2 separate regions of the Xenopus laevis genome follow, and region 2 is linked to region 1. Evidence: chromatin contacts called from public Hi-C data. All regions are on one chromosome and are shown on one strand. Each heading gives the region's core, a stretch centred on a gene start, on an enhancer-like site or on the middle of the called end of the contact. The rest is flanking DNA. Distances are from core to core; before and after follow the strand shown.

The links. A called contact is a pair of places that touch in the nucleus more often than the background predicts.
Region 2: a contact with region 1 is called in a Hi-C map of the XL177 cell line, with 3 times the contacts expected there. The contact joins two enhancer-like sites. A contact is called at or near these places in 2 of 4 Hi-C or Micro-C datasets (the XL177 cell line and the XTC cell line).

Annotation. Positions count from the first base shown.
Region 1 is chr4L:85,772,680-85,775,639 of Xenopus_laevis_v10.1, forward strand. No RefSeq gene overlaps it. Among protein-coding and RNA genes, the nearest start is that of ptch2.L, 62 kb to the left of the region's middle. Within about 2 kb of position 1,427, at least 1 of the 7 cell types and tissues checked has an H3K27ac peak or open chromatin away from gene starts, as enhancers often do.
Region 2 is chr4L:85,822,164-85,825,069 of Xenopus_laevis_v10.1, forward strand. No RefSeq gene overlaps it. Among protein-coding and RNA genes, the nearest start is that of LOC121403048, 32 kb to the right of the region's middle. Within about 2 kb of position 1,263, at least 1 of the 7 cell types and tissues checked has an H3K27ac peak or open chromatin away from gene starts, as enhancers often do.

The sequences.
Region 1 (2,960 bases), core at 177-2,676:
TGGTAGAAATATATTTAGTTTCTATTTGAACACCTGATAACATATTTGTGTTTTATCTTTTTAAAATGGCTATTAATCCCTTAGAAATTTATGTCATACAACGGTTCAGATAAGATCACAATCACGGTTTATCTAGAGACAAAAGAGTCTGTGAAAAACAAGGAGATCATATATTTAACTTGATCCTCACTTGTGCTACTAATATTCTCCAGATTATCTCTTATCCAAGGTCTTCATATGTATATATTTATGTATATTTATTAGGGAAAAAGCTCAAACTCCATTGATACATTATCCATCTGCCAGGAATGGGCTTATATCATTTCTCTTTATAGATAAAGAGAAGTAGAGATAACTTTGAGTATTCATCATTCTATATTTAGGCTTGTAGAAAAGAGGAAGTATTCTCTTCCTGTGTTTTTCAACCGACAGAGAACGTCTGTGCAATCTGTCAGTCTGTACTTCAATGTATTTTGCCACAAAAACAATGAAATGCACTTTTCTGACTGAAATCTGCCCATAACTGCCAGCATCATACACATTCTGCACAAGTGAATGACTGCTACACCGCCATAGACAGACATCCCCTCTGCCACCCACACCCCAGGCGCAAGTTCGCAACCCCATACCAACATTTTTTCCTACAAGATACGAGGCAATCGGGGCCAGGAGGGGAAGTCAGGGAATGGTTTTTCTTGGTGTCCCAGTCCAACCCTGGCCATAAGGCCATATTAAACTGATATAATGGTTTTAGTTGGTTAGAAAAAGTAGTAACAGAACTAGCACAGGACCCATTAGAGTCTTAAATGGTTTGGAATTTAAGGATATGTATATATAATAGGATATTTTCTAGAAGGTTTGGGGGAGGCTGTGTCGATTTTGCTATGGGCCTTAGCAGCCACAGGTGGATGTGGGTTGTAGATGTGGGTTTTCTCATTGAACGGGTTAATGACAGAACATAGTCAGGAAGCAGCACCCTTTTGTGGAACAGAAGACTGGTGGACTAGGTGTCTGCACCAACAGGCAGTCACTGTGAGATACATTCCAATGTGTTCTATCATAGGGCAAAACCTGTTTATTGAACTAGGAGACCTATGAAGAAGTCAGGGGTCTATTCTTATAGACCACAGGGTTGAATGGGGACTAATTAACGCATATGTTGCCTTAAGAAAACACACATGAGTATAAGCTGTAAGAAATAAATAAAGATGAATTGTTGGGGTTTTTGAAAAATGTCAGGGGGGGCACCACAGCCTGTGATACCAAATCCAAGGATACAAGAAATGTAGTGGTCACCAAAGGAGAGCGCAGCAGGGGATCACAGAGTTTGAAGCAGTTAGCAATGCCTCAGTGGGAGATATACAGGCTGGAGAGCAGACAGATCTTGCATTCCAGAAGCCATATGAGAATGAAGCAGGGGGCAGTGTGAGGCAGAGAATACAACCGTGGGATAGTTGGTCTGCTTATTAATGAACAAGCCCAAAAGCACATGGGAACTTCCTGGATTAGGAAAAGAGACGGTGACAAGGGTTGCATTTTATAGAATGGTGGTTATTACATGGTGGTGCAAAGTAAAGCAGAAATGCACAAGGAAAAAAACAAATTAAAAGGTTAAACTGAGAGGTAACAAAAAATAAGTGGGGGAGGGGTTGCAGTTTTAAGCCATCTGTACACTTTACAACCTTGACTCACAGCATTTAAAGCAACAAATTAAAAAACTATTGCTGATTTATATGGTTGCAAATTTATGATAAGTCCTACAAAACTGGACTGACTATTTCTAATTTGCAGAAGAAAAACAAGCAAATGTTCAGTCCCTCAAGGCTAGATATACTGTAATAAATTATAAGCCCACCTAAACCTGATAGCTTGAAGAAGCCCCAACCGGCAGGACAAGTTCAGTTATCTGCAGTCAATTGTTTTTGTTTTTTTTACATGCCACGGCAGCAGCAACTGTTCTATACTGCAATAGGAATAGGACGAAAAAGGAAGCAGATACTATTTGCAACAACAATATAACCCAAAAGAGAATGTGTATAAAAAGTGCAAACAACTTAAAAATAGAGCAATTTTCTTTTCTGTTTCTGCTATAGGCAATGTTTCTCTCTCTTACATTGAAAGGCATTGTGGCTTATTGGAGAGAACAGCTGCTGGGGTTCTAAGTTCAATACTGACCAGTGCACATTCTTTAAGGAGTATGTATGTTGTCCCTGTGTATGTGAGGGTTTCCTTCAACACGACAGGAAAATATATACAGGTGCACTGGCCCAGGTAGGGACCTTAAACTGTAAGCTCTAATTGATAGAGACTGATGTCTAACGATCTCTGTGACATGCATTGGCAATTTCTACATAAAAGATGATATAATGGTAAAGACTAATGGTAAGCAATCAATGGTAAAATGTGTTATTGTGAGCTGTGTTTAATAAAATTCGAATTTATTTTGTAAAAATTTAGCATTTTTCGACTTTGTTTCCTAAAGACGGTGTCTAATTTTCTAAATTCAATTTTGAACCCTTTAAAGTCATTAGAAAATAAAATTGCTAGTATTGTTTCACTTTAAAGAATAAACCATTGATTGAAGAGAGTTGAAAGGAGAGCGATTATTTCAAACTCGCCAAAATACGAAAGCTAATGAAAAATATATAAAGTAGGGATGGGAATTCACAAACAGAATACAATTTTTAGTGTTGTTTTCATTCTTTCCTTTTGCTTCTTATAGTGTTACAGAAACACTTCTTTGTGATGAAACACAGACAACTATTTTTATCAGCTGTTAAATAAATACATCTCTATACGTGAAAAGGCTTGTTTTTAACTGGTAATGAGACTACAAATCTCTTTCCCTTATTAGGAAAGAGTCTCTCTTTGCTTATATCTTGCTGTCTGTGCTTTTGCTCACTGTGTATTGCCCCTGGCCACCACACCAAAACATTTGCTCTTATTGTACTTATTGGACA
Region 2 (2,906 bases), core at 13-2,512, 49 kb after region 1:
AATTGTAACAATATATGATAACAAGTCAGACTCACAACTTAAAGGGCAACTCACCTTTATTAGCAAAACTGCAGTAACTGGAAAAAAACGGAAATATGTTTAAACATTCATAACCTGCCAAATTTTGTAAAATGAACATGGTAATTAGAGGGTGTGGCCAAAAAATGGGTGTGGTCAATAAAATTTGCTGCACTGCAACAATGTTGGGAGGTATGCCTTAAATTAGGCTTATTGTGAGTAAGCATTGGAATTAGAGATTGTACGTGCTGTGGTATTGGCTACTGACAAGGAATGTTTGATTATGGTATTGACATGCTGGAGTTGTGTATTTCATTGATGAGGATTACAAGGTATAGGAACTGAATTGGATTTCCTTGCTGCTGTCTGAACCCATTGTAGAGGGGAGGTGCCTTTATCTAGTAAGTGTAGTTTGTGAATGTTTGCGTGTGCTGTGGCCTGTAATGTACATTTTCAGGTTCATTGTGTTTTATTTTTATTTTAGGATTTATCAGTTTGTTTGTTTTAGTTTTTAGGATTTATCAGTTTGTTAACTGAACACACCTAAATATCCATGCTGTCTAGTCAAAACATTTTGTGACCTTCAGGGACTTAAATGGTTAATAGCATATGCTTTCTTTCGCTGTTACTAGGAGAAGGCTGCAATAAATACAGAAACGATTGCAACAGAACAAATAGCAGACATATATAACCTCTTTTCAAAGTGGCTGCCAGTGATTCAATTCTTTTTTTCTGCCTGACTGCACCCTTCAGACTGCCTGTTTATCCCACATAGTACACATACGTAGGTAAGGCCTGCCACATTACAAGGAAAAGTATATACTCACATCTCTACAGTACTATACTTTCAATGTCACATTACAAGGTGATATCCAACGAACAGTGAGCCTAAGACCTAAGTCCTGGTTTTGTTTGACATGCACACACTGTTCTGCACTGATAAACATTCTTGCCCGCTTGTATCCAGGAACTTCATGATTCCCATAGCCTTTATGAGATTTTTATTGTGGAGAGAAAATTAAGGAATCAGTGATAATGCATCCCATCTTCATCTCCTTTATTGTCATATCTTCAGTAAAAGTTAAAAGTGGGTTCATAAATGAAAATCTTCCCAGCCTTGCTGTGCATAAGCAGAGGGACCCCGGTGGACCCCGGCCCTCATAGGCCCAGTCCCAGTCCTTGCTCGGAAGCTTGCCCCCGGCACGGTGAAAAAGGTAAGTGTGGGGGGCTGGGGGGATGTTGTGGCTCAGGGAGGGAGGCCAGAGGGCGCTTTGCATCTTGGGTGAGGGCTTGGGGGCCCCAAGTCCAAAGCTGTCCAGGTGCAGACACTTAACTTTTACCATTTGCATCTAACAGTATCTATGGAATATTGACAACTATTGTAGCAATTATAACAGCTGGTTATTCATCTATGAGTTAACTTTTTGTCTGAGACAATTTGTAATTGATATACATTTTTTTTTATAGTTTTTGAGTTATTTAGCTATTTATTCAGCAGCTCTCCAGTCTGGCCTTTCAGCAATCTGGTTGCTAGTGCCCATAGCAACCGTGTATTGATTTGAATATGAGACTGGACTATAAATAGTAGAGGTCCTGTATAGAAAGATGATTGTTATCTACAAAGACCCCTAGATCCTTCTCATTTAAGGAAACTCCCAACACACTGCCATTTAGGGGTCCGTTTACTAAAGTGCGTTAAAAATATTCGCACAATATATAGACAGAATTTTCGCCAAATATGTTATCGCCAGTTTACTAACCTGCGGTAAATATAAATTTGCGAATTTTCTTGCGCAAGAATAATTGTTCGCCAGTTATCGCATTTGCTGAAAATAACGCTACGTACACATTAACGCATGGTTTACTAAACAGCGAAATGTGCTAAAGACAAAATTAACGCCAGAATATTCGCAAACTTTTACCGCCACATATGAAGTGGCGTAAAAGTATTTTTTCCGCCAGAAAATTCTCAAGGGGCAGGAAATATCCCATAATAATGTTTTTTTTTTACCCATCATTCTTTGCTGACAGGAGGGAGATCTGTAGCTATTGCTGACAGGATGTTTTGGCTTCTGCTTCTATCTGGTACAACAGCAGCAGTTTCAGCTCAGAGGCGTATTATTGGCAGTGGCATCACAGTCCAAGGATTCGTCAGCCTCTACACTTTGGTTTCATTGGGATTGGCTACATTAAACTGTGCATTTCTATGAAGCAAAGAGATTGACTGGTATCATTTCCTATGATTCTATTGGCAGAAGAGTTTATATGATGCATAAATGTTTGATTGGTGTTACTCTGGTGATGTTGTTGGATGGTATAATCATCAGTCAATAAAGTTTATAAGTTTTGAAGATGCATTTCTGGCCATAAATGTCACAGTAAAAATTGCCATAATAACCGCCATAAAACAAGACTATTTTATAGCATAAATATTCGCAAAAACGTAATTTTTCGCCAGAAAATTCGCAACTCGCTAAAATTACCGCTAACGTAAGCTGGTTCCTTAACGTAGTTACCGCAAGTGATCACAATGACTTCTGAGCGCATCGCTGTTTAGTAAACTTAGTCGCTGCGAATATTCTGGCGTAAAAATATTCTCAGCGATAACATGCGGAAACTTAAAGTCAGATTTACCGCACTTTAGTAAACGGACCCCTCAGTGTTTAACTTGCATTTATATTATTTTTCCCAAAGTGCATAACTTTGCATTTATCAACATTGAACCTCATTTTCCAGTTTGCTGCCCAGTTTTCCAGTTTAGACAAATCACTCTGCAAAGTGGCAGCATCCTGCATGGAACCTATAGTTCTGCACAATTTAGTATCATCTGCAAAAATAGAAACAGTACTTTCAATGCCCACCTCCAGGTCATTAATAATCAAGTTGAA